7 separate regions of the Mus musculus genome follow, and regions 2, 3, 4, 5, 6 and 7 are each linked to region 1. A link is a contact called in public HiCAR-type, HiChIP or PLAC-seq and promoter capture Hi-C data. All regions are on one chromosome and are shown on one strand. Each heading gives the region's core, a stretch centred on a gene start, on an enhancer-like site or on the middle of the called end of the contact. The rest is flanking DNA. Distances are from core to core; before and after follow the strand shown.

The links. Promoter capture Hi-C pulls out the DNA fragments that hold promoters and counts their contacts. HiCAR-type assays count read pairs that join an accessible place to other places. HiChIP or PLAC-seq counts read pairs in DNA pulled down with a chosen protein or histone mark.
Region 2: an H3K4me3 HiChIP or PLAC-seq map of embryonic stem cells shows a contact between it and region 1, with 5 read pairs. The contact joins the promoter of Bbc3 here to the promoter of Mypop in region 1. A contact is called at or near these places in 4 of 39 promoter capture datasets (embryonic stem cells, hippocampal neurons and liver), 2 of 484 Hi-C or Micro-C datasets (both in embryonic stem cells), 2 of 115 datasets of contacts at active chromatin or transcription factors (astrocytes and embryonic stem cells) and 2 of 9 other capture datasets (adipose tissue and liver).
Region 3: a promoter capture Hi-C map of embryonic stem cells shows a contact between it and region 1, with 5 times the contacts expected there. The contact joins the promoter of Ccdc9 here to the promoter of Mypop in region 1. A contact is called at or near these places in 2 of 39 promoter capture datasets (the C10 cell line and embryonic stem cells), 2 of 115 datasets of contacts at active chromatin or transcription factors (astrocytes and extraembryonic endoderm stem cells) and 1 of 9 other capture datasets (adipose tissue).
Region 4: a contact with region 1 is called in a promoter capture Hi-C map of embryonic stem cells, with 5 times the contacts expected there. The contact joins the promoter of Slc1a5 here to the promoter of Mypop in region 1. A contact is called at or near these places in 2 of 39 promoter capture datasets (both in embryonic stem cells), 3 of 115 datasets of contacts at active chromatin or transcription factors (acute myeloid leukemia, astrocytes and embryonic stem cells) and 2 of 9 other capture datasets (embryonic stem cells and liver).
Region 5: a HiCAR-type map of astrocytes shows a contact between it and region 1, with 5 times the contacts expected there. The contact joins the promoter of Dhx34 here to the promoter of Mypop in region 1. A contact is called at or near these places in 1 of 39 promoter capture datasets (liver) and 1 of 115 datasets of contacts at active chromatin or transcription factors (astrocytes).
Region 6: a contact with region 1 is called in a HiCAR-type map of embryonic stem cells, with 10 times the contacts expected there. The contact joins the promoter of Prkd2 here to the promoter of Mypop in region 1. A contact is called at or near these places in 2 of 39 promoter capture datasets (liver and stem cell-derived epiblast-like cells), 3 of 115 datasets of contacts at active chromatin or transcription factors (embryonic forebrain, embryonic stem cells and stem cell-derived neural progenitor cells) and 1 of 9 other capture datasets (adipose tissue).
Region 7: a contact with region 1 is called in a promoter capture Hi-C map of embryonic stem cells, with 4 times the contacts expected there. The contact joins the promoter of Arhgap35 here to the promoter of Mypop in region 1. A contact is called at or near these places in 1 of 39 promoter capture datasets (embryonic stem cells), 2 of 115 datasets of contacts at active chromatin or transcription factors (astrocytes and embryonic stem cells) and 2 of 9 other capture datasets (adipose tissue and liver).

The regions. Positions count from the first base shown.
Region 1 is chr7:18,988,770-18,992,592 of GRCm38.p6, reverse strand. It overlaps Mypop (Myb-related transcription factor, partner of profilin), which reads right to left and starts at 1,348. Exons shown (of 3, transcript NM_145579.3): 1 at 1,239-1,348; 2 at 1-761. The coding sequence starts at 483. Nanos2 (nanos C2HC-type zinc finger 2) reads right to left here. Exons shown (of 1, transcript NM_194064.2): 1 at 3,631-3,823.
Region 2 is chr7:16,307,469-16,310,953 of GRCm38.p6, reverse strand. It overlaps Bbc3 (BCL2 binding component 3), which reads right to left and starts at 1,371. Exons shown (of 4, transcript NM_133234.2): 1 at 1,093-1,371.
Region 3 is chr7:16,285,344-16,288,842 of GRCm38.p6, reverse strand. Ccdc9 (coiled-coil domain containing 9) reads left to right here and starts at 2,063. Exons shown (of 14, transcript NM_001382411.1): 1 at 2,063-2,143.
Region 4 is chr7:16,779,013-16,782,694 of GRCm38.p6, reverse strand. It overlaps Slc1a5 (solute carrier family 1 (neutral amino acid transporter), member 5), which reads right to left and starts at 1,349. Exons shown (of 9, transcript NM_009201.2): 1 at 220-1,349. The coding sequence starts at 794.
Region 5 is chr7:16,220,003-16,223,455 of GRCm38.p6, reverse strand. It overlaps Dhx34 (DEAH (Asp-Glu-Ala-His) box polypeptide 34), which reads left to right and starts at 1,424. Exons shown (of 17, transcript NM_027883.3): 1 at 1,424-1,458.
Region 6 is chr7:16,840,996-16,844,367 of GRCm38.p6, reverse strand. Prkd2 (protein kinase D2) reads right to left here and starts at 1,466. Exons shown (of 19, transcript NM_001252458.1): 1 at 1,335-1,466; 2 at 505-886. The coding sequence starts at 744.
Region 7 is chr7:16,612,786-16,616,617 of GRCm38.p6, reverse strand. It overlaps Arhgap35 (Rho GTPase activating protein 35), which reads left to right and starts at 1,625. Exons shown (of 7, transcript NM_172739.4): 1 at 1,625-2,146. Gm29443 (predicted gene 29443) reads right to left here and starts at 2,794. Exons shown (of 3, transcript NR_136928.1): 1 at 2,666-2,794.

The DNA.
Region 1 (3,823 bases), core at 99-2,598:
TGACAACACATACCGTTGTGTACTAGCGGTCGAAGCCTGCGGCTGTGAAGAGGCGGCTGCCCGGGACTCCTCAGCCCCAGAGCCAGCCCCCGGCCCCGCCACACCCGGTCCCAGGATGGCGAAAATAGTCTCCTCCTCCGCAGAGAAGGCGTCCTCAGCGGCGGGCCCCGCGCCCTGCGTGGAATGCGGCACGCGGGCCAGCTTCTCCTTGGTGCGGCGCTTGAAGTCGTTCCAACGCTTCTGAACCTCCTGGCCCGTGCGTTTCCAGCTGGTGATGCCGTTGATTTTGGTGGCGATGCTGTCCCACACTCGCCGCCGCTCGGCCACGCTCACCCGACGGCTCTGCGCGCCGTAGAGCTGAGGGTAGTGGGCGCGCACCTCTCGGATCAGGATCTGGTTCTCCTCGAAGGAGAAGCGCGGCTTGCGGAGTCGGGTGGTCTCCTCCGCTTCGCCCGGCGCCGCCGCCGCGGTCGCCGAGGCCATGGCGCCCCCAGACGCCACCGATCGGCTGCCTGGCGCATGGGGGGCGCCGGCTCTGCGGGCAAAGGGCGAACAGCGCTGGCGGTGGCTCGGTGTCCCCGTGTCGCCCCGACACGGGCTCCTCTGGTCCCCTGTGCAAAAGTGGTGATGGGAGCGGCGAGGTGCTGAATGCAATCAAAGGTGCTTCCTCGTAGGTGACACCCGCCCAGTGCCCATCTTGTGCTTCACGCGGCCGCTAGTGCCTCGCGGAGGAGTTGATGGGTACTGGGGGGACGGACGGTCTGGAAGGATGGAGGGAAATGAGCAAAAGTGGAAGGGAAAAGGGTGCCACAGCAGGAGTTAGAGGAGAACGGGGGCGCAGTAGAACAGGACAGGGCAAGAGTAACGGGGATGCCCAGGGGGTCGAACATGCATGATGCTGGGAAGTGATGCCAACTGGGCAATGCAGCAGACGGGGCATCCAGATCAGAGAGGAGCGCTGGGGGTTCCCAGGGTAGTGGGTGTCAGTTCTAGGGTCCCTGAGAGAGGATGTCCAAGAATAAAGATGAAATGGAACCTTCTAGTTAAGACGGCAAAATATTAAAGCTGAGGGTCTGCAGGGATTATGGGGGTGCTGGGATTGCTGGGGAAAGAAGGGGAGTTGTGGAGATAACGGGGGTCCGAGATAAGAGGGGGGACCCCCGAGGCTTTTTTTGGACTCCAGGAAGAGTGATGGAGCACAGAGGATGGGGACCCCAGTTGGGCCGCGGGTCACTCACCGTGCCGCCGCAGCCCCTGCCTGCCGGTGGGTCAGGGCTTCGGCTTCTGCGGCCTCTTCCCTCCCCCCCTACTTCTCCCTCCCCCTCTGGGCCCCGCCCCCAGTAGCATTGAGAGCCAAGACGCATGCGCGCCGGGCGAACGCGGTCTCCAGATACCCTGACAGAGCTGCGTTCTCTGAGCCGTGTCTCCCAGCACTGCGCAAGCGCAGAACTTCCCGTCGCCTTGCTTTACCAGAAGGACACAGCTGCGCAGCCGCACATTTAGCGCTGAAGTAGGTTCCCTGGGCTCTGGTGCTCAATTGCGCATGTGCAAACCTACAGCGCGCATGCGTGTCACTGGCACCTTGCCTGCGATGGTACCCAGGACTAAATCCCAGTGCGGGCGCAGTAGAGAGAGAGATGCTGAAGAGAGCGCTAGGACCAAGCGGAGTTTCTTCCCTTTGAGTAGTCCTTTAGCCTACTAAGCAAAGTCTTATTTTGAGAAAGGGGAGAAGAGCTTCATTTCCATGACAACTGCGTGGGTGGGGGCTGGGGGCGTTAGGAAACCTTGCCCACGCCCAATCCCTCCTCTGCGCAGGACCACTCGGAAACTACCTCCTACGGACTGAGGCGGGGCACCTGGAAATATTCCCCGCCCATGCAGAGGCGGTAACCATAGCAACCCAGCAACCTCCCAATGGTGCCTGGGAGGCCCCCTGTCCACAATTTGACGTCATGGCTCGGAGAGGGAGTTCAAAGGCAGGAATTTCTTGAAGGGTGGGGATGGCGATCCTAGAAAAGCGCAGAGCAGGAGTGATTCGAGAGCACCACTTGAATGAACTGGATGGCCGGATGGCAGGGTGAAAATTTTCAGTGCCCGCAGTTTCAAGGTCATTGGGTAAACGGCGCTTCGTTCATCTTTCCGACAGTTACACATAAGCTCTCACATATCCATATAAAAGGCAAATTGTGTTCACTACCAAAAAATTGTTTCTGAGGGCATCTTACTAAGTATCCCAAGCTGGCATTGAACATGCAGCAGTATCTCTGCAGTCACCAGCGAGGCTAGAAAAAAGACAGGATATGTGCGGACATTACACATAAGGAAAAGATGACATTTGTATTAAGACCCGAAGCAGAGAGGGAGGGCTGGAGCTCAGCAGTTACCATCTCTCCCGGGAACACCAGAGTTAGGATCTCTGTATCCAAAGGCGGGGGCTCATAACCATCCTTAGCTCCAGCACTGTTGCCCTCTGCTGGCACCAGGCATGGACATGGTGGACAAACATACAAGCAGGCAAAACACTCATATACATAAAAGGGAGAAAATTTCTTTTTCTTTTTTTTTTCTTTTTGGTGTGGGTGTGTGTGGTTGGTTCCTTTTTGTTTTTGAGATACGGGGTTTTTTGTTTGTTTGTTTTTGTAACCTTGATTGTCCTGGAACTAGCGCTGTGGTGGAGGATGACCCCGAAATCACTGAGATCGGCCTGCCTCAAGAGTTTGGGGACTTATTAAAGGCCAGCCACACTACCACCGGCCTAAGATTGGGTTTTAATTATGTATATGCATGTGGGTGCTGGTGCCGTGGTTGAGAGGATCTTGCAGCTGGGTCCACCTGCTTCTGACTCTGGAGTTCTGGGATTAAAGGGGTGCTGCTACTCCCCGATGCTGGCTTATACTTTTTTTTCCCCTAACCGTTTTGTGATAGGGAGCCCAAAGTTTAAAATCTATCAAAACTCAGACCTAGTAGTTCCTAGTCTCACAAGATGGAAGGGAACCCATGGGTGACCAGAACTATAGAGCCCTAGGTTCAATCTCCGGTAAAGAGGAAAAAAAAGAGAAGGGAGGGAGGGAGGGAGGACTCAAGGGACTGTTGAGATGGCCCAATGGGTGAAAGGCGCTTGCCACTAAGCTTGTGACCTGAGTTCAGTCCCCACGTGGTAGAAAGTGGACTCCCTTGAATTATTTGACTATTGTCTGGATGTTGTACCCCCTCTCTCCAGCCCTCCTCCCTCTTTTTAAGACAGGGTTTCTCTGTGTAGCCCTGACTGTCCTGCAACTCTGTAGACTAGGCTGGCCTTGAATTGATAAGAGAGATCTACCTGTCTCTGCCTCCCGAATGCTAGAATTAAAGGCATACACCCACAACTTGCCTTTCCACACTTTTTTTTCCTCTATTTTTAATTTTAAAAGTGTCTAGGTGGAGGCTGAGAATTATTTGGGAACCTGTTCCCAGTCAGACGACTTGTGTTGGAAGACAATATGAGATAGGTCTGGGCGGCAGTTCTGGACCCCCTCCTGCCCCTCTTACGGTTCCCAGGGTTTTAGGCGGCCCTTCAGTTCCCTCTTGTGCTCTCTCTCCCAGCACCCAAAGGCACCCGCCCACTAACTTGGCCAATGGAATTCAAAGACAGTAGACTAACAACGCTTTATTCAGCAGCAGACACCCCTCCTCCACCCTCATCCCATTTCCAAGCCAACCTCCTAGATAGCATAAAACCCAACTGGCATTCTTCTCTGCCCCTAAAATTAAAACCTAAGCAGTCATCAGTCCCATGAGGTCTCAGACTCTTCTCACCATGGGACACACACTGACGTAACACACT
Region 2 (3,485 bases), core at 122-2,621, 2.7 Mb after region 1:
TGTGTGCCTTTTGCTGCTCAGAAGTCACCCAGCGAGCGATCAGGCACTGGGTGGCATCCCATCCCAAAAGCTGGGTACAGCAGATGCTTGTCTTGGAGACACCCAGAGACAGCACGCGCGCGCGCGCATACACACACACACACACACACACACACACACACACACACACACGCAGCGCACACTTGGGCGAGACCCCTGCACAGCAACACAGCTCACTCAAGCGACACACAAACACAGCTCAAGTGCCCCGGTCGTCCGCACCACCACCACCAACACTACCAGGCAAGCGACAGATACAGATCCCCTTTTCACCCCTTAAGAGCACACGTATACAACTCTGGTTTGGGGGGTGGCCACCCACACCCGTAAACGGACAGGTGCACCCCACCCCGCAGACACGCGGGCAAGGACTCACGCAGACACCCCTCCGGGTGACAAACGCCAACATCTCGGTGTAGGGATACAAACTCGGGAGCCAAACACGAGCACACACACCCAGGCGAGACACCTGCAGATCCACAGCCCCGCACGCGCGGTCCCCGCCGCCCCTCCGCTGTCACAGCCCCCCCCCTCGACGCCGCCACGTGCGCCCGCCCCGCCCGCCCAGCGCGCGCGGGGCCAATAACCGGCTGTTGCTGGGGCGCAGCCCCCGCCCGCGGGAGCCACAGCCTCCGCCGCCCCCTGTCGCCGCCCCCGGCGGGCGCGCGCTCTGGGTGTGGCCGATCCTCGGTGCCACCCCCCACCCCAACCCTCCCGCAGTGGGACTCGGGGGACTCGAGCGAGCCCGGGGCCACGCTCCTCCCAGGTCTCACTAGCCACCAGGGGGCGCGGGCGAGCCCGAACCCCATTGTTTGTAAACAAACCCGCCAGACCGCTGTGGCACCTGTGCGCCCAGACAGGGCGCCCTGAGTCCCAGGTGCTTCCTTCCCGCCCGCCTGGCCCAGCCTTAGTCCCAGTGATGAAAGCTGGGGCACAAGCTGCGGGAATGCAAGGCGACCGTCCTATCGGCCCGTGCACCCCGTCACCTCCTCCAGGGAGCCCTCCGGGCCTTGCCGCTCGTAAGCAGCTTCGGGAATCGGGGTGCTCACTCACCCCGGGGGCATGAACACTCCGGAGAAAGGAGGCGATGGGGTGGCGGGCGGTTGCCTTCTGGAGGGCTCGCCCGCCGAGTGGGTTGCTATTGAGGCACCTTGCTGCTGCTCCTGCTGCTCTAACTGCAGTGACTGCTGCTGCTTCTGGAGTCTTCGTGTCCGGATCACCGCTGCTGCTGCTTGCTTGCTGGTGTCGCCGCCGCCTCCTGGGCTCCCCGCTCGCATGTGGCTCTATGCCGCGTCTCAGGCCTCCCGGCAGATCCCCGGGCCCCGCTCGCTCGGCGGCCGCCCCGCCCCGCCTCTCGCTGGCTCCCACGCCCCGCCCCCGCGTGACGCCAGGGCCCCGCCCGCGGCTGGGGACAAGTCGGGGCTTGCAGTCGGGCGCCGCGCCCCCTACCTCGGCGCGGGGGGTTTCCCGGCAGCCAGAGGGGCGGGGCGAGGCCTGGTCCAGGCAGGAGGAGCAGCGTGGGGACAGCCCAGACCTAGGGTGTCCGGACACACGCTTGACACACTGACACACTGACTGGGACCCACACCCACACCTGAGGAGTACGCTCAGACTAACGGACTGGCACGCCAGGGTGCACTGAGTCAGTGATGACTGAGCCACAGGGACACAAAGTCAGACCAGAGGCACAGATACACATCAGGACAAGGGCCTGGACACACGAGCTCACACAGACCCAGACATCCAGATTATCTTACTTACTGGCTCACTGGGTCACACACAGACAGTGACAACCCAAAACGTAGTTGCACAAACAATATTCAAACAGTCTCCGACGCACAAACCCGTGTCCCCAGATGCCTAGGGCATTCACACTACACTAAAGGCTGACCCCTTCTCAGAACAACTTCCTGGCAGGTTCAGAGGGACACACACTCCAATCCAAATAGCACTCTCAGGCTGACACCCGCAATAGCTGAAGCACAGCCACTAGACTGCACTGGCTGACCCTACAAAACATGCCAGTCACATACAGAAGAAACTGAGCCCAGACCTGTGCTCACAAAGTCACTCCTGAGACAGGTTCCTGCTAAATGGCTTGATGGCGGGTTACACTCGTGAACTTAAACACCTGGCCCGCCTGGCGTAATACCCATCTGGCACTGGACAAATGGGGAAGAGGCAGCCCTGTGCTCCTGGCACAGACATGCCCGGGCAGCCCCCTGCACCCTATTTCATCCTGTCTGTTGTTTCTGTTTCCTTTCCCTTTTCTAAAAGTCATTTATTTCCCTTCCCTTTTGAAACAGTGACCCTTCCTCCTCCCAAGCCGTAGACATCTCTCACGGCACTTGACAGACTCTCTGTCTCACCCAAACTGTCACCAAACTTACTGAGTATATTACTTACCTATGGGTGCCCAGCACTGGGCCCGCTGTGAAAGGGTGTCACACAGCCATGTGAGATAAGACACTTGTTAAAGAAATAAACATAGTCACTTACACCTGTCTTCCCAGCACTTCCAGAGGATAAAGCAGGAATGTGGTTGCAAGGTTGGAGTCTGTCTGAGTTACATAGTGAGTTCCAGGCCCCCCCCTTTTTTTTTTTTTCTTTTTTGGTTTTTCAAGACAGGGTTTCTCTGTGTAGCCCTGGATGTCCTGGAACTCAGTTTGTAGACCAGGCTGGCCTCAAACTCAGAAATCTACCTGCCTTTGCCTCCCAAGTGCTGGGATTAAAGGCATGCACCACCACTGTCCAGCTTGTTTGTTTGTTTGTTTGTTTGTTTGTTTGTTTGAGACAGGGTTTCTGTGTGTAGCCCTGGCTGTCCTGGAACTCACTTTGTAGACCAGGCTGGCCTCGAACTCAGAAATCCTCCTGCCTCTGCCTCCCGAGTGCTGGGATTAAAGGCGTGCGCCACCATGCCCGGCTCTCCAAGCCCATTTTTGAGCACAGCAAGTGATCTTTTTCAAAAAACGAAGCAAGTGGGGGGGGGGGGGAGAACTCAGTGATTAAGAGTGCTTACAGCTCTTCCCAAGGAAGGACCTGTGTTCTGTTCCCAGTACCTACATCTTGTGCCTGGATATGTAACCCTAGCTCCAGGGAATCTGATGCTCCTGGCCTCCTGAGAGACCTGCGTCCGTGTCCACACACTCACGTACACACACACACACACACACACACACACACACATACTCACACACAATTAAATTTAAAATAACCCACAACTGGACAATCTGCAGACAGTGAGAGACCTTGGAGCATTCAGCTGTAAACTGGATGTTTTCATCCAACTCCTTTCCTCGGGGTTCAGGGACCCACGCAGAAGAGGAAGTGGAAAGATCACCAGAGGTGGCAGATGACTCCAAGAAAAGTGTGCTCCGGCTGGGCATGGTGGTGCACGCCTTTAATCCCAGCACTCAGGAGGCAGAGGCAGATGGATTTCTGAGTTC
Region 3 (3,499 bases), core at 814-3,313, 2.7 Mb after region 1:
AGGCACACAGGCACACAGGCACACAGACAGGCATGTAGGCAGGCAAGCAGGTACACAGACAGACAGGCAGACAGGCAGAGTTGCCCCTGTTGAATTTCAGTGAAGTATTGTTGGCAATTCCTGCTAACAGAAATAACTCTAACACCCATGAGACAGGTTGGACATATTGTGGCCATTTGTCAGATGGGATATCTTACAGCAGCTTAAGGTGGTCAGTTTGGTGGGCAGAGCTGCTCAGACCTGTAATCCTACCCTAGCACTGAAGAGGCTGAAGCAGGAGAGTCAGGAGTTTGGGGCCAACTGAGATATTGTCTTAGTCAACATTTTATTGCTGAGATGCAACACGTGACCAGAAAGCAAGTTGGGAGTAAAGGGTTTATTTGGTTGGTTTTCATATCAAAATCCATCATTGGAGAAAGTCAGGATAGGAACTTAATCAGAGTAGGAACCCAGTGTGTTTGCTCTCCAGACAAACACCAAAAAGCTACAACCTGGGGGCAGCAGTTAATGCAGAGGTCATGAAGGAGTGGTACTTACTGGTTTGCTTCCCAACAGCTGTCTCAGCCTGCTTTCCTATAGAACCCAGGACCATCAGTTCAGAGATCAGGCACCACTCACAATGGGCTAGGCCCTCCCCCATCAATCACTAATTATGAAAATGCCCTACAGCTGGATCAATCCCCAGCAACCACATGGTGACTTACATGGCAGCATTTTCACAACTGAGGCTCCTACCTCTCTGATGACTCTAACTTGTGTTAAGGACAACAAACCAAGCCAGTACAGATATTTTTTTTTTAAAAAAGTAATAATTAAAGTGCCAGCACATTGCTCAACAGGTAGAAGAGGTTGTGCACCTGACAGTCCAGGGGTCAAACTGAGGTCATAATTGGCCCAGTGTCTTTACTCTCTCAGCCATGTCACCCTGCTTTTTCTCTCCCTCCCTCCCTCCCTCCCTCCCTCTCTCTCTCTCTCTCTCTCTCTCTCTCTCTCTCTATCTATCTATCTATCATGCTGTTTTTGACCCCGAGGCAATCCTCCTGCCTCAGTCTCCCAAGTGCTGTAATTAGAGGCATGACACCCAGCTTTGTATAGTTGATTTTTTAATATGAATTTATTGTACTTTTATTGTTTTGCCAGTTGATAAAATAGACATATCTGATAAGTTATTTTTAATTATTATAAATACAAAAAAAGGCATGCTTTAAATAACTTGGAAGATTCTACTAGCTCCTTTTTGTTGCTTCTTCAAATCAGAAAGAACATTGCTTTTGTAGTGGACGTATTTTGCCACGACGCCCAGCTTTGTAGTTGACTTTTTTCCTTTTTTTTTTTTTTTTTTTTTTCAAGACAGGGTTTCTCTGTGTAGTCCTGGCTGTCCTGGAACTCACTCTGTAGACCAGGCTGGCCTCGAACTCAGAAATCCGCCTGCCTCTGCCTCCCAAGTGCTGGGATCAAAGGCTTGTGCCACCACGCCTGGATAATGTTGATTTAAAAAAAAAAAAAATATATATATATATATATATTTTAAAGACTTCATGTGAGTGCACTGTCACTGTCTTCAGACAGACCAGAAGAGGGAATTGGATTCCATTACAGATCGTTGTGAGTCACCATGTGGTTGCTGGGGATTGAACTCTGGAGGAGCAGACAGTGTTCTTAACTACTGAGCAATCTCTCCAGCCCCTATATAGTTGATTAAATTTTTTTTTCTATTTTTATGAATTGGTTACAGTTTCTATAATTAAGGTTTCATTTGCAAGAAGAGGTAATGAAACCAGTTTAGGTTTTCTGGGGTCCCTGTAAAATGTCTGATTTCTACTTAGTAAAATCGGAAATCAGTAAGCCAAAAAAGGAGCCCAGAGATTTAGGGCTACATGTCTGTGGGTTCAAGTCCCACCTCGTGCCCCCAGTCCAATCCCTGAAATCAGAAAGAAGAAACAGGCTTCTGCTACCTTCTGCAGAGCCTGAGCGGGTGCGGACCCTTTAAGGCACCCGGAAATGGGATGTCAAGACCGGAAGTGCCCTACTTATTTCCTCTCTTCACGTGGTGCGGGCCGGAAGTGACGAGTGAGGCCCGGGAGCTGTGGACGCGAAGGCGGACGAAGCCGGAGTCGCAGACACCGCGGGGTCTCCGGGACAGGTGACCGGGGGAGGGGGCCGGGAGCGCGCCCGGAGAGGGCGGGGCCTGGTCGCCCACGTGAGGGGAGCGTGAACGCGCGCGGACTGGGAGGCGAGCCGCCGGCGGGGGCGGGGTCAGGGTACTCTGCGGGGGGCGGGAACCCGACGCCCACATGTGTCGCTTGAGGGGTGCTGAGGTTGGGCGGTGAACACGTGGGCAGAGCCAGACGCGCGGGTGCTGGCAGGCCCGAAGCCCTGGCGGCTGCCAGAGTGGGGCGGGGCTTGCAACGCTGTGTCGGTCTGGGGGCGGGGCCAGAGTTTTGCCTGGAGGACTAGGGGCCCGGCTCGGGACGTTGGGCGGAGACGCTGGGGGCGGGATCAAAGAGTGTAGGATGGGGATAAGAGGCGGAGTCTGGGCGTTAGCACGGTGGAAACTGGGGGCGGGGCTAAAGTGTTGGGGCGTGTAAGGGGTGGAGTTTGGTCGGTAGGCGGGTGAACCTGGGGGAGTGGTCAAAAATGGTGGGCGGAGTAAGATGGGGGCGGGGCTAGAGTATTGCTTGGGGCCTTACAAGTTAGTCTTTGCTGTAGGGAGTGCCACAGGGCGTGGTCATGAGGGCCAGGGGTGGAGCTAAGGGGGGGTGGATGTGTTTGGGGCGGGGCCAAAGTTTGGAGGGGAGTGGGGAAAGGGGCAGGGTTTGGGCTTTGAGTGAAGAGGTGATGACTGAGTTGCGGTGTTGTGCTGGGTTTGGTCAAGATGCTGGGGGTGTAGCCGGAATGTTGTCCTCAGTGTTTTAGGTATTGATTGCTGCACTAGGGCGTGGTTACATTATTTATTGCATGGGACTAGTGTTTGGGGCGGAGACTTCCTGGGCTAGGCAGGAAAGTTTTTTGGTTCTGGTGCTGGGTCCTGATTCTTGCCCAGAAGCTAGGGGAGGGTCCAGGGGCTGGCTGAGACTGGGTGGAGGTGGAGCTACGATGTCAGGGATTTTGCGGGTGGGGCTAGGGTGCTGGTGGAGAATGGCGAATGGCGGGGATAGAGTTAGGAAGTTTTTACTGAGCTGGGGAGCGGGGCCAAACACAGGCAGGGAAGTAGGGAACTCAGAGGCGGGGTCAGAATGTTTCCCAGTCTGTTGGGGGGCGGGCCAGTTAAATTGGAGGTGGCGCCAGAGTGTGAATTTTTGGTGGGCGGGGCCAGAAGTCTGGAGGGAAAGGAGGGGCTTGAAGTTTCACCCTAGGTAGGGGTGGGACCACAGACGTTTTTGCAGGTCAGGGATGCGGTTGCTGCTGGCAGTTTTCTCTTGTAAGCCTCTGTAGAAGTTCTGTCATCTGCCTTGAGTATCACTATGAAGGTCAAGTCTGGTCCAGGAAGGCCCCTGCG
Region 4 (3,682 bases), core at 100-2,599, 2.2 Mb after region 1:
GAGAACTTCCGTAAAAGTTCACCCTTCCAAGATGTTAGCGGTCCTGTCACCGTTACCTTATTTTCCTAGATTCTAGAAGGCATGACTCAATCTGGAGGACTCAACCTTGGTGACTAGTGGCGGCACACACGGGTAATCCCTGTACTCAGAGGGGGTAAAGCAGAAAGATTGCACGCTTGCACTGGCCCCTAACCACCCCACTGCCTGGCGGGAACGTACCTCACGAGATCTAGAAAGGAATCCAGCACCTCTTTGGTTGGTGCACTGCGGGCACAGGGGTCTACAACAGAGTCGTTGATGGAGGTGATGGCGGTAACGGCGGCGCCCGGCTTCAGCGCCAGGGCCAAACCCACGCCGAGCGCCGACGCGAGCAGTGTGGTGACCAGGAAAAAGAGCAGCGCCCAGGCGCCCACACGACCGAGCGCGCTAGGGTCCAAGCTGGCTGCACCTCCGATCAGGCTGCACACCACGAGCGGCAGGATGATCATCTTCAGCAGACGCAGCAGCAGCTCTCCCGGGAAGGCGAAAGCGGTCAAGCGCGCGGGACCCAGCGCGTCAGCACCGCCCGCCGCCGAGACCCCCAGCCCCAGCCCCACGCCAGCCACCACCGCAGCCACCGTGAGCAGCACCAGCAGGTTGGCGCGAATGCAGCGGCGCACCCGGTCACGGGAACCGCAGCAACCACCTGCTTTCGCACTCTGGTCCTCTCTGGATCCCAGCGCGGGGCCACCGTTCGCGGTGGAATCCACCGCTACTACCCCTTTGGGGTCAGCCTTAGGGGGATCCACTGCCATGCTGAGCCGTAACAGGGAGGTTCCTTGTGAGCCTGGAGACTAGGTGTGACGTCCTTAGGACCGAGAATGGAGGCTGAAACTTTGCAGCGGTCCTTGAAGTTATGCGTCCACCGGATCTCGGAAACTGGAGGGTCCTAGGCTCCCTGAGCTGTATGCGGAGATCCCTTTATTTTTCCTGGTGATGTCGAATCCCCGAAAACTGGGAGTTGAGAGCGCCTTGTTGGAGTAGGGAACAGCTCTTCAGAGGGTTCTTTGACTCCCTGAAGGAGTAAGGAAACTCAGGTAGCTGAGGTCTTCAGGAAGCTCAACCCAAGTGGCATAGATCCGGGATGCCTTGCTCCGGGAGACCGAGATCCCAGGATTAGGACGCCTGGCTCTCGGACTCTTGGGTACTGGAGCCCTAGAAGGAGTGGACCGAGCGTTTCGGGCTCTGGAGAGAAAAATCAAATTTCCAGATGCAAATAGGAAGCAGCCCGGGGGATATGGAAAGTGGCGCCAAGGAGAAACCTCCCAGGCCGCGCCGCGTGTCTCTGAGGCTGCTAGACGGAAGCGACCAGGATTAAAGGCGGAGGGGCGTGACTTGAAAAAGCGGAGGGCGGGACTTGAAAAGGCGGAGGCCGTCCCGCAAGCGCTGATTGGTTATGGAACATTCGGCGCCAGGTGGCGAGCGAGGGGCGGAGCCAAGATCACAGTGGGCAACCTAGGGTGAATAACAATGCATAGCCAGGGGCGGGGCCGGGGCAAGGGCATCGAGCCAGAAAGGGTGCAAAGCCTCCAAAAGGGGCGGGGCGTTGGGAAACTATCCAACCCACACCCACCCACACGCACCTCACCACTGGTCAAAAGAATCTAATTGTGGATCATATCTGATATTCCACAGAAGGACCCCTAGAAAGGGCAGACAGATGAGTGGCACACACCTTTAATCCCTGCTCTCAGGAGGCAGAGGCAGGCAGATAGATCTCTGTGAGTTCAAGATCAGCCTTGGTTGGTCTACAGAGCGAGTTCTAGGGCTGCCAGGGCTACATAAAGAAAAAGAAACCCAGTCTGTAGAAACAAATTGGGGAAAGGGAGGGAGGAGGGGCCAGTAGGCCCCAACATTGAATGTGGGGGATTTGAACTCAGGCCCTCATGCTTGAGCTGCAACCCAGTCTCTTTCCTCAGATAGTCACAGATTGGGTCCTCCCCACAGGAGCATGGCACATGCAACACACACAAATAAACAAATATATAAATAAATGTAGCAAAAAATATTTAAATGGCCAGTTCACCACAAACATTCTTAGTTTAGACACTGTTACCCATCAACTGTAAGAATAACAGACTTAGAGAGGAGGAGGAGGAGGAGGAGGAAGAGGAGGAGGAAAGAGGTCTGCTGAATCCAGAATCTTTGGGACATGTAGGGTGGGGAAAATGAGGCTGAAGTTTGTGGATCAGGATTGGCTAGGAGCGTTCTGCCCCACTGCCTGCCCCTAGTAAGAGAAATACTCAAACTGGTTCCAGCCAGCTCTTTGGCCCAACCTCCTACCCGGATTCCTTGTGATTTCATCAGTGGGAGAAAGGTCTGGGGCTTCCCAAAGGGTGAAGCAGGGTAGTGAGAGGCTGGGCTGAAGGAGGAGGACAGCCAAGAGTCCCTTCCTGAACTCTGTTGACCACTTGAGAAACGCCCTGAAGAATGGCTCTTTTGGAAAGTCTGGAGCTTGCCTGGAGGTGGAGCAAAGGAGGCTACAGGGCTCAGTCTGTTCTACCAGGCGCTCACCCGCAGCTCTCAGGACTGCAATCCCAACTATGGAAGGATTCCAAGGTCATGACCAGCCTGGGCCACAGACATCAGAGTAAAGATGGGAATGAGGGGCTGCTGGGAAAGGCTAGCCTGAGAGAGGGCAGGGAGGGCTTGTTGGAGAAGGAAGCAGGGTTTCTTCGTGTGACTCTGACTATCCTAGAACTTGCTCTGTAGACCAGACTGGCCTTGAACTCCAAAATCCACCTGCCTCTGCCTCCCTGCTGGTATTAAAGGCATGTGCCGCCACCACCACCACCACCACCACCACCACCCGGCTCCATCATAGCTTTTGAAGGATAGTGTTGTTAATTTTTGAATTTACTGGAAAAGAATGTATTATTATCTTTTCTCAAAGAAGGGAGAGAGTGGGGAGAAGGAAGGAAGGGAAGGAAGAAGCAAGGGAGGAGAGAGGCAGGGCAGATCTATTAGAATCCGACATAACACGAATGGCTGAGCAATAAACCTTTGCTTCTGTGTTTTATTTCATTTTATTTTATTTTCATCTTATTATTTTACATGTATGGGTGTTTCACAGGCATCTGTGTCTGTGTGCCATATGTGTCTGATATCCCTAGAGGCTGAAAGAGGGCATTGAATTGGTTAGATCTGTAGTCACAGATGGTTGTGAGCCGCCATGTGGGTGCTGTGAAGTGAAACAGGGTCCTTTGGAAGAGCAGCCAGCTCTCCAGCATCTAAACCCTCCTCTTTGTAACCCAGCAGGCAGTGGGGACCCTTTGTGATTGCTGTGGAACCTAGTCCATACCCACTGAAGCAGCCTGGCTAGCGCGTGGAGGGATGTGACTGCAGGCTCCCCCCACCCCCAGATCACAAACGACGACTCTGAAACTGAATTCTTATGAATAGTTGCCCGGGCCAGAGGCTTTGGCTTATTTGTTCCCACTAGCCCCTAACTCAATTATACTGTTTATCTTCTTCTAAGTGCTACCATGTGGCTACTTTTCTCTCCTCAGGTTCATGTGACCATCTTCCTCAGAGTTTAGGGTGATCTCCAGTGTCTGACTCTATCCCAGAAATCCTCTCTATACAGAACTTCCACCTCCCCATTTCCTGCCTAGGCATTTTGTTGTTGTTGTTTTTTGTTTTG
Region 5 (3,453 bases), core at 175-2,674, 2.8 Mb after region 1:
CCCCAAATGTCTTCTTTACCCTTAGTATTGTACTACCTGGGGAGGGGTACATTCTTAAGGTCTGGGGTTCTTTCTCTGCACAGAGGAGACTTTGGTGAACAAAACAGAAGAGTTCTCCACTTTTACGGAGCACACATCTTACTGGAGGACACAGAGATAGTCACAAAAGTAAGATTAAATAGGACGGGGTGAAGAACATTCCAGCGCTCAGGAGGCGGTGGTGGAAGGATGAGTAGTTGGAGCCTGGGCAAAGGAGAAAGTTCTTGTCTGAAATACATGAATAAGCAAAGAAATAAAATATTGAGCAATAATGCCCGCTCTGTGGAGGGAGCTGCTTTTAGAAGCAAGGTCAGAGATGACAGCTTCAGTGCACTAATATCTGAATGGGGGGAAAAAGTGAGCTGCACAGAGAAACCAGAAGAGGAAACAGAGAACTCAAAACCTGGCTACAACCCAGCCTGGCCTATATATTTTTATATATGCTTTTCAGCGACTTTTTTTTTTTTTTGCAACAAGTTTTCTTAGGTTATCGATGGGGAAACTGAGGCTCAGTTCCCCAGTGATTGGCACATCGAGGAGTACTGTGTAGTTTTCTCTGGAGTCTTTTCTCACCCATTTAGTCATTAATTTAACATGTGTGGCTCTAGAGAGGGCTTTAAGGGGACACAAGACTGATCAGCACAGAGCTGGTCCCTGGCTTAAGGCTGCTGGGGTTACATCTGATTATTTATTAGTGAGTTATAGTGATAGAGTGACCACATGACTGTCTTATTAATTTAATTAGGTTTTTGAGATGGTCTAGATATGTAGTCCTGGATGACCTGAACTCACTATGTAGTCCAGGCTGGCCTTGAACTTACCGAGATCCACCTCCCTTTGCCTCCCAAGTGCTGGAATTTAAGGCGTGCACTAGTTCGCCCAGTCACGGGACTGTTTTAATAGTGTTTGAGCTCCCTTGCTGACCCTAAACTTTTTGTTTGTTTGTTTGTTTGTTTTTTTGAGAGAGGGTTTCTCTGTGTAGCTCTGGCTGTCCTGGAACTCACTCTGTAGACCAGGCTGGCCTCGAACTCAGAAATCCGCCTGCCTCTGCCTCCCAAGTGCTGGGATTAGAGGCGTGCGTTGTTTTGTTTTTTGGACCCGAAACTTTTGACTTTCTAGTAATTCTGGGTTTACAGGGCTGTGGAGAGGACACGGCTAGGGACTGGCACTTACCTATAACCCCTCCTCTGGCCTCTAGAGGGCGTCAAATCACCCAAAACACTGCCTGAAGCCAGGTGCCCAAGAGCGCTTTGTGCGATGGGCATTGGCCCGCCCGCTACTCCCTATTGGGCTTCATTGTACGGAGAGGCCAGGTCGCGCTTTCGCGATCTGCGCATGCGCAGTCTGGAGAGTGGCGGGAGCGTGCGCAGGCGCAGACCATTTAGGACCGGAAGTTGAGGCGTCCGTGCTATTTCGGAGGTAAGGGGCGGGGCGTGTGTGCGGGGTGTCTGCGTGGCTTTGGTCCCTGGTGCAGGATTTGTGTGGGGCTATAGTTCCGAGCGAGCAGGGGAGTCAAGAGAACCCCAATTTTAATGAAGGAATGTGCCAGGACCCAGAGAGCTCTGGCGGTGCGCGATTCTTAGAAGCTGGAGGACCAAGAGGCCCGGAACTGAAACCACAGAGGGAACAAGTTTCTGAGAAAGGGAGAGAAAAGGGGACCAGGGTGATGGGGTGCCTGCAAGAGAGGCTCACAAGGGCGCCAGGAAGAGATTGGCAAGAAAGCCTGGATGGTGGTGAGACCCACAGTTATGAAAAGATGGAGTTTGAAACAGAACCTTGAAAGTTGGAGGTGATAGTAGAGTCGTGCTGAAAAATGGCGAAAGGAAGAAATGCACCCCAGATTTGCGTTCCTCGCACTGCTTATTTAGCTTAGCAAAATAGAGTGGAAATAGTCTTAATGTTGTGAGAAAGTGAACATATATGTATACATATGTGATTGAGACTACACAGAAATACCGGAGTGGTAGCTGTAAAGAAAGGCACCATTGGTAGATAAAAGTATTGACTGGAGAACTGTAAACAAATAGAGGGCCGGGAGCTAGGTGCTGGATCTGAGCACAGGAGGCTGAAGCAGGAGGATTGTGAGTTAAAGGCCAACCCAGTCTACATAGGATGACTCTTGTCTCCAAAAATAAATAAATTTGAGGAAAAGTTGAAACAAGATGGAGAAAGTGGAGAAATTCAAATGGAGGTCTGAGGAAGAGAGGGAGGGAGGGAGAGAGAGAGAGAGAGAGAGGAGAGAGAGGGGAGAGAGGGAGAAATAGAGAAATAGAAAGAGAGGTATTGGGAAGATGGCCCGGTAAGCCATACTTGGACATAATGGTGCTTACTTGCAGTCCCAGCACTTATGTGGTGGAGACTGGATGGTGAGTGAGTTCAAGGTCATGCTTATCTGTGTGGAGAGTTCAAGGTTAGGCTAAACTACCTGAGACCCCAAACCAAATGAAGGAGTAAAATGCCCGAGGGAACAGACCCATTGGCAGCCATGGGTGCTGATGTTGGGCCTAGTGTGAGTCAGGGTTTTTGTTGCCTAGAAGGAGCTTTCTCCTCCTTACTGTCCCAGTCTTTTTCTGAGGATCACTGGCTCCATCTTCTAGCAGCTTTCCAAGGCCTGGTCCTCATTCCCTTCTAGAATAGAGTTCTCTCAGTCCTGTCATCACCGAGCTTCAGTCTTTACTCAGAAGTGTTGTACTCTGCAGTGTCTGCTATGTTTGTGGGACTCACAAGGTCTTCCTCCCTGGACACTCAAAGGTAGCTCTAACAACTCCCAAGAGGGGACCAAGTCCCTCCCACCCCTGTGACTGCATAAAGCCAACCTCTGGGCTCTTTCATGATGACCCTTGAGAGAATGAAGGCTGAGTTGGGTTTGCTAATGCCATCGAGAGAGAATTCCTGGCCTTTTGTGTTATTTTCCCCCCTGGTTGGATGCTCTGTGCCTTTGCTGTTTTCCATGTGTTGGAATCTCTTCTTGTGGAGAGAAAGCATTAAACCTGAGTAATAGTGGCCGTTTGGCCTCTTTGACAGTGTTTTTGATATTTGATGATACTGCTCCCATTTTATAGATGAAGAAAACCACTTCAGATAAACTTGTTTGCTTGTGGTAACTGATCAGATTCAAACCTGATGACCTGCTTGTCTCCAGGTCCTTTACCAAGGGAGTGTGTGGGCCTCTTAAAATCATAATCAGCCCCCACATATTAAATTTTATTTATTTGTGTGTGTGTGTAAGGCAGGAAAACTTGAGAGAGTCAGCTCTTTCTTCCCATATGGGTTCCAAGACTCAAACTCTGTTTACCAAGCTTGGTGGCAAATGCCCTTAGTCACTGAGCCATCTCATTGTCCTGATAAATCCTTTTAGGAAAGAAGAATGAAGGGCTGGAGAGATGGCTCAGCGGTTAAGAGCATGGGCTACTC
Region 6 (3,372 bases), core at 217-2,716, 2.1 Mb after region 1:
GGTGCCAAGGAGATACACAGGAGTGCCTTGCTCCTTCACACCCCATCTCAGGCCTGGGAAAGGATAGGGATTGTACCCCGAGACCTTGCTTGCCCCTGGCAGCTTGTCCACACACCCACTCACACATGTCACCCGATCACCATGGCCAGTATGGCTTCAATTTCTACTGTTTCCAAAGACCGGAGGCCCAGGATGGGCCCATCAGAAGAGCTCTTCCTGATCAGCTGCTCCCACTTGCCCCTTCCTCCCAACTCCACACCTGGTAGGCCCCTCCCTTCCTCCCTGCTCGCTGCAGAAAACAACAAGCAGCGACAGGCAATTTGGGGAGGCCTCTGGGCACCCCACCCCTATCCGGGCCTCTCTGAAACCGGTGGTGGAGTGAGGACACGACTAGGGTGTAGTGCCCCTCCTCGTCTGTCACCTAGGCCCCTCTCTGGCCTCCCAACAATCTCAGGCCACCTCCAAAGCCTCCTCCTTTATCATGAGAGCCCCCTATGCCCTCACCTTCTGGTCCACGATAGAACAGGCTAGTTGCTTCACATGAGCCAACTCTGAGGCAGCCGGCAACAGCACGAACTCTCGGGTCAATCCGATCTGGATATGGAAGGAGACCCCCGAACCCGGAGCCGGGATCTGAGGCAGCAGAGGTGGCGGCGACTGGAGATCCAAGCCACCGGGGGGCGGAGGAGACCCGGGCCCCGGAGAGCCGGGGAGTCCTGCGGGATGGGAGGGGGCGGCGGCCATGGGGGCCAGATCCAGATCTGCCGCCCAAAGCTCACCAAGGACCCTGGGACCTAGATCCGAGAGCTCTCTTGCGGTGGTGGTAAGAACGCAGGCATTTGAGAGAGAAATCTGTCAGGTTGAGAGACGCGAGGATGGCGGGATCCTGGGCAATGAGAGAAAAGGCATCTAGTGGGTCACACGCCGGGAGTCAAGAGAGCAGAGTTCAGAAAGAAAAACAGTGGTTTGGGGAAGGGTACCCAGAGATTGGAAGGTTGGAAGAAACCAGGAAAGAAAGTCGGGTAGGGCAGGGTCCCTGGAATCAAAAGACACTGCGATCCAAGGCCCCTGGAGAAAGAAGGCTGAGAGCAAAGCAGAGGGAATGCCAGGATCCGGTGGGTTTGACGGCAGGACCAAAGTCAGGGCAGGCCTGAAGATGCTCTGCCTTGGGGGTAGAAAACGGGAGTCTGACCAGGGATCTAGTGGATCGTAGGAACCCGACTGGCTCGGGGATGAGGAGGGGTTGCCAGGGCCAGGGCTGAAAGAAGAGACTCTCACAGGTCGTGAAAGTCGGAGGAAAGTTGGATCAGGGGCGGCGGAGGAGGGAGCGTTACCGAAGGCGGGGCGGGTCGGGGACAAGGGAGGGTCGCACAGCGCGGGTAGCTCTATTTTTCCCCCTTCAAAGTTTAAGTCGGCAGCGGCGGCCCAGAAGGAAGTCTCAGGAGCGATGGCACAGCTGGCCAATCAAAGCAGGGCACCGTGACATCACAGGGCGGGCCTTACTGGGACGGAAGGGGAAGGCGGGACCCCGCACCAGGGAGTTGGGGGGAATTTGGTGGCTGGGGGTAGGAGGGCGGAAGGGTCAGCGTTTCCTCTGCACAGTCCAGCCTGGAAAGTTGACTTTTCGCCGCAGTTCACCGCGGCACGCGAGAGGGGCAGGCGCTTTGTCATTGAAGGAGTGAGCTGTCAGACTGGCACGCATCCGGCGCCCACCGCAGGGAAAGGGTCGGAAATCGTTGTCAAGTCCGGTGGCTTTACAGTTTCTGCTACTCAACCTGCCCCCAACACACACACACACACACACACACACACACACACACACACACACACACACACACACACACACACAAAAGCGCGCGTCCCCAGCTCAAAAGCCCAGTATATAAGGTGGGAAGTCGAGGAGGCCTTAGGATGCACAAGAGAGCTTAATTTCAGGTTTCTCTCCAGAGAGTTGAGGGTACAAAGCCTGTCCCTCCAACCAAGGTGGCATGACAAAGGACACCACCACTTGATAGACCTCCTGTGAGACCAAGTGCCGACATCTTTCTGGCTGTGTGACTTCTCCACTGTGAGCCTTAGTTTTTCTGTCATGAGGCCGAAATACAGGTGGTGCCTGGACACTGCTAAAGTTGAGTTGATGTGGCTGCCTTTGATTTTGCAGAGGAAAGGGAAGGCACTGAAAACATCCAGGGGTGTCTGGGTGGGTGTGTTAACGGAATCATCCAACATGTGGCTGGTGAGATGGCCAGGTGGGGAAAGGCATTTGAAGCCAAGCTCACTGGCCTGAGTTCAATCCTGTACACTCACATAGTCAAAGGAGAACCAGCTGAGCTACTGTGGGTTGTCCTGACCTCCACCCTTCTCTGAAATAAACAGTAGTGCAATAACAGGAAATCTAAAAAGCTAACATCAACTGAGAGCCTGTGAGTCTGTGTAGTCAACTCTAACTCCATCAAGAGCCGTTCTGACTTTTACTCCAGTAGTCAGGCAGTGGCTACCAATTAGTTTTCACATCCAGGTAGCTGGAGCTTTAAGAGAGCAGCAACTTGTCCACAAGGGCCCCCCCTTACTGGTTCAGCGCTGCTGGGGGCAGCTGAGGTGGGTACAGTGCTGGCTGTCACCACATCCGGGGGCAGAGGCTGGGGAAGGAAGTCTGAGGCTGGAGTGAAAACCCAAACTACCACCTGGGGAAGTTGCAAAGAGGGACAGGGGGAGGCAAGGCCACGTGGAGCTCACAGCCTGGCTAATGAGTGTCCCCTAAAAACCACATGCCTACATGTACCTTCTAGACAGGCATGTCCCCAGCATGTTTGACTGCCTGCTTCTGGGACTCACGGCCCCCTTTACCCCGTGACCCTGGGGCAGGTCTAGAAGGCGGGGGTTGTGGAACATGCTGTGCCTGCTGTTTGGAATGTCAGAGTGGCTCATACCCTGCTCTGTATGATGGGACTCCAGTCCTTCCCCACTGTGGCAATGAAGGCCTAACTCCCACCAGCCGACATTAAACGTGGGTAAGGGGAGGGAACTCTGTACTGCTCTGCACATCCTGCCCTCTGCCTGGGTCTGGTGGGCCTACCTTCCTGCTGTCTGCCAGTCCAAGAGTGGGCATGGGGCAGGAAAGGGGCTTTTGTTCTCAGCCCCTGAGCAGGCAAGGGGTCTTCAACTAAATGTTCACTGCTCCATCCCAGCATCTGCTCCCTAGCTCACTGCGCGGGGGAGCACAAGTTGAGGGACAGGAAGGGGAGGATCATGGAGATGTGGCCATGTGCTTCCATTTCCACCCCCCCCACACATGTCACCTCGTTCCCCATCCCAGTCGACCACAGACCCCCAATCTACCATATATCCCTCTCTCCAGACTCCACTCAACCA
Region 7 (3,832 bases), core at 376-2,875, 2.4 Mb after region 1:
CTGTTGATCTCTTCAGCCCACACCACAAGAACCTGCCCTCCTAACAAACTTTAATGAGAGGCTTCATTTGTTGGGGTGTTTTAAAATTTGAGCACATGTAAACTTTTTTTTCAGAATATGAAAATTCATTACTGTGTTTCCACTGTAAAATTTTATGATATTGATTTTTCCTTCTTGCCTTTGTAGAGAGCCAAAAGAGACATACATACTGGCTGCCTTAACCACCTTAAAGCAGACTCCAGGAATATCACCCACAGCATGACCTTTTTGACTTCATGAAGTTCTGGCTGCTGGATTTGGTCGAGCCCATGTAATTTTATTTAGCAATGCTTACTGCGTACTCAATACGTGTAGGTCACTCCTTTACACCCCACCCTCATTTAGAGACACAGTAGTTCCCTCTTAACTCCCCTGTTGCTTTCTGATGTTTCAGTTACCGGTGGCTAGGAGGGTCACATCCACATTTCTCTTATTACAGCGTAATATATATTCATCGTTTTTCTATTGTTGTGGGTAATCCTCTGCTAAGAGTAATCCATCAGCTATTATAGATATTAATGTATAAGGGAGATCGCCCATATTTTACTGGGTTCTAGTAGTTCGAGGATTCCCACCATGAATCGTGGCCATAGGGCCTATTATACCTCATTCGATTCTCCAAGCGACCCTTTGGAGTTCAGTATTGTTATCCCACTTTACAGATGAAAAGCCTGGAAAGAAGTGCAAGGCTGGATCGGAAACACGTGCTTCCTTCAGGCATTCCACACTCTGTGAGGCGCCGGGAAAGCCTGTCTTTCACAATCCATCCTTCCGGAGGGCTCCCAGAGGAATACAGAGTTAGAGGGGAGCCCTCTTACATCACCATTCCCCCTGCAAGCACCCAAAGTGACATGTGGTTTGCTGTCATTTGCCCGATGCTGACTTGGGAGACTAGGGCTGCAATGCAGGGCCTGTCCTTCCTCTGCCCGAGACCAAGCACTGGGAGAAATCACCAGTAACTTGTATCAACGCGCCTGGCCCACAGGTTTTTCTTCAGCGCCCGGGAAAGAGCACGTGCCCCCTGTCCCCGCCCACTCTTTTGGGCTGGCCAACGGCGAGCCTGGGTTGGGCTGTGAAGGACCACGCCCCCTTCCCTCGCCCAATTGGTTCACTCGCTGGGTACGCTCCCTCCTTCACAGCCCCGCCTCGCCACCCCACGTTACGTCTGTCCCCCCAACCCCCTCCGTTATCCCGAAGCTGCGGCTCCAGGAGGCGAACCCACCTCCCTCTGCCTTCCATTGGTTAGTGAGGTCCCGCGCGAGCGGGATGGAGCCCTAAGTCCCCGCCCTCACGAGCCGGGCCAAGCCTCTCAGAGATGGCTTTCTCTTGGAGCCGGCGCGGTGTGGGGAGGGGCGGCGGGTACTGCAGCCTGGAACGCGCGACGCCGTGCGCGCCCCCCTTGCGGGCTCCTCCCTCCCTTCGGTGGCTTCGCAGGCTGCAGCCGTCTCTGCGCACGCGCACTCAGCCCACCCCGCGCCCTCCTGTGCCAGTTCGCGGGTGTCCGTCCTCGCGCTGTGTAAATCTGGCGCCGCAGCCGCTGAGGTAGCGGCGTTTTCCTCAGGCGCGCACGCGCACTCGCGCCCTCGGTGTCCGCGCGTGCCTGTCCTCCCGGCCTACGGTCCTCGCGGTGCGCTCGGCCCACAGGGCCGTTATCCACTTCCCAACCCCAGCCCCAGCATCTCTCGCCCCTCAGAAACGCACGCGCACTTGCGAGAGGGTCTCCAGTACGCGCACGGCCGCGGCGGCCGCAGGAAGGAGGCGACAACGCCGCTGCCGCCGCCGCCGCCGCCGCCGCCATTGCGCGGGAGGGAGGGAACGAGCGAGCGAGCGAGGCTGGTCCGCCCTCCCCCTGGTTCCCGCCCCTCCCCCCTTCCCCTCCCCGCCCCCCGCCCCGAGGGAGAGCCGCGGCGCGGCGGGAGGAGGAGGTGGAGGAGGCGGAGGAGGGAGCCCGCGAGGGAGGGTCCGCCCGGCCCCCCGCCGCCGGAGCCGCCACCGCCGCCTCAGCCGCCTCAGGAACGAGTCGCTAGGGGAACATGGCGCCGGGCCCGCCGTCGCTGCGGCTGGGATCGCGGAGGCCGGGGCCGCGCTGAGTGCGCCCCCGAGACTGGTAAGTGTCTCGTAGCTGGCGGAGGGGAATGTGGGGACGGGCGAGGCGCCGGGCGCCGCCCCGCTGCGGGATCCAAGGGTGGGGGGAAAGGCGGGGACCGCGGGGCCCGGAGCCCGCGAACAATGGAGGAGCCGGAGGGGGAGGGGTGGGAGCGCCCCCCCCAGCGCCCCGCGGTCCCCGCGTCCCGGCCGCTGCATGCCCGGGCCCGGCCCGCGCGGCCCGCCTTGCCCTTCCTATTCGCTAGTGTCCCCGCAGCCCTGCAATCCCGGCGTCTGCCTCCACACACGCCCCACCAAACCCGGTGAAGGATCTCGGTGTCTCTCAGCCTCCACTCGAGATACCCGACTCCCAATTCTGAGCCGTCTTCTTTCCCACTTCCTCCCCCACCCCGACCCCCAGTCATACCTACTTCGCCACCTCCTGGAGTCGGCTGTGCTCCTGGGACAGTCTACCTCCTCATTGACCCCTCAGTATCCCCTCTGACGCTCACTTTGAATATCCGTGGCCCTTCTACCTTACCTGTTTTCTGCTAGCATCACTTTTGGGAGGAAATCCCCATTCTCCTTCTTTGGCCTATTTACTGTTATTATCCCTGCGGTAGAACATCTTGCATCCCCAGGAGCTGTCCCTTTAGGACCTGCGGTTCCACCTCCGTGGAGATCCGTATTGGTCTGTTGATACAGGCACTGCTCTACTGCCCTCCCGGTCTTGGCTTTGGACATAATTCCTCCTTGTATTTGGGCCCAACTGCCCCATATTTTGCCGGGTCGCAACACTGAACCTTCTGCACCTCCTAGGATGTCCCTAAGCTCCTTCTCCTACGGTTCTCAGATTCTGATGCGCCTTGCTCGCTTCCTTCCCTTCTCAGTGCTTGCTCCCATTTTGCCATTCAGACCCTGTCCTCTTTTCCAGACCCTTCTGCCTGCCAACTCTGCCCCTGTGCAGGCGCTCTGATCTTGCATGCACTCCCCTGTGGTGCCTGGCTTTTTGCCCTCTTCTTTTTACCCCCTTTTCTGTCCCTTAGGGTGTCTCATTTTTGCCATTTCCTTTAGCAGACCTCTGCCCTAACCCTGACTACTCAGTTGTACTCTCTCTGCACCTCTATTCTCGTTGAGTTTCCTCTCTTTCCCACCTTTATTTCAATGCCCCTCTGCTCTGCTTCATTCATTTGCTCTCTCTCCCCACAAACCCATCACCAGTAAGTTCATCTACACCTAGGACTTGCTGCCTATGTCTTCCTTGCTCCTGGTGTTTCTCTGCACTTTAGATGACTCTGACCCTGATCCTTCACACGCTGCCCATTCTGCCCTTTTCTTCTACCGGCTTTTCCCCTTCATTCTCTTTATTTGGTGCTCTTTCCTCTCTTTTGGAGCTGTCCATTTGTCTACATAGTTTTGAATCGTCTTGAACTTTACTGTTGCTGTCCCTGTCAAAGTGATCATCTTCAACACCAGTCTCCTTGTGTTCTATGTTTGGTCCTTCTTAATTCTAAGTCCTCCATCCCCCCCATTCAGCCTTTCACTGGATTTTTTTTTTGTTCATTCTCCGATCCTGTCTTGTTCTGCCTCCACCTCCTTTTAAGTCCTTTTCCTTAGTTCTAACCTGAAGGTATCATTCCTTTCTTATTATCCCCGTCTCCCCTTTCTTGGAGTCTACAAATTCTTGTTTAGATGTTCATTTTCTTTT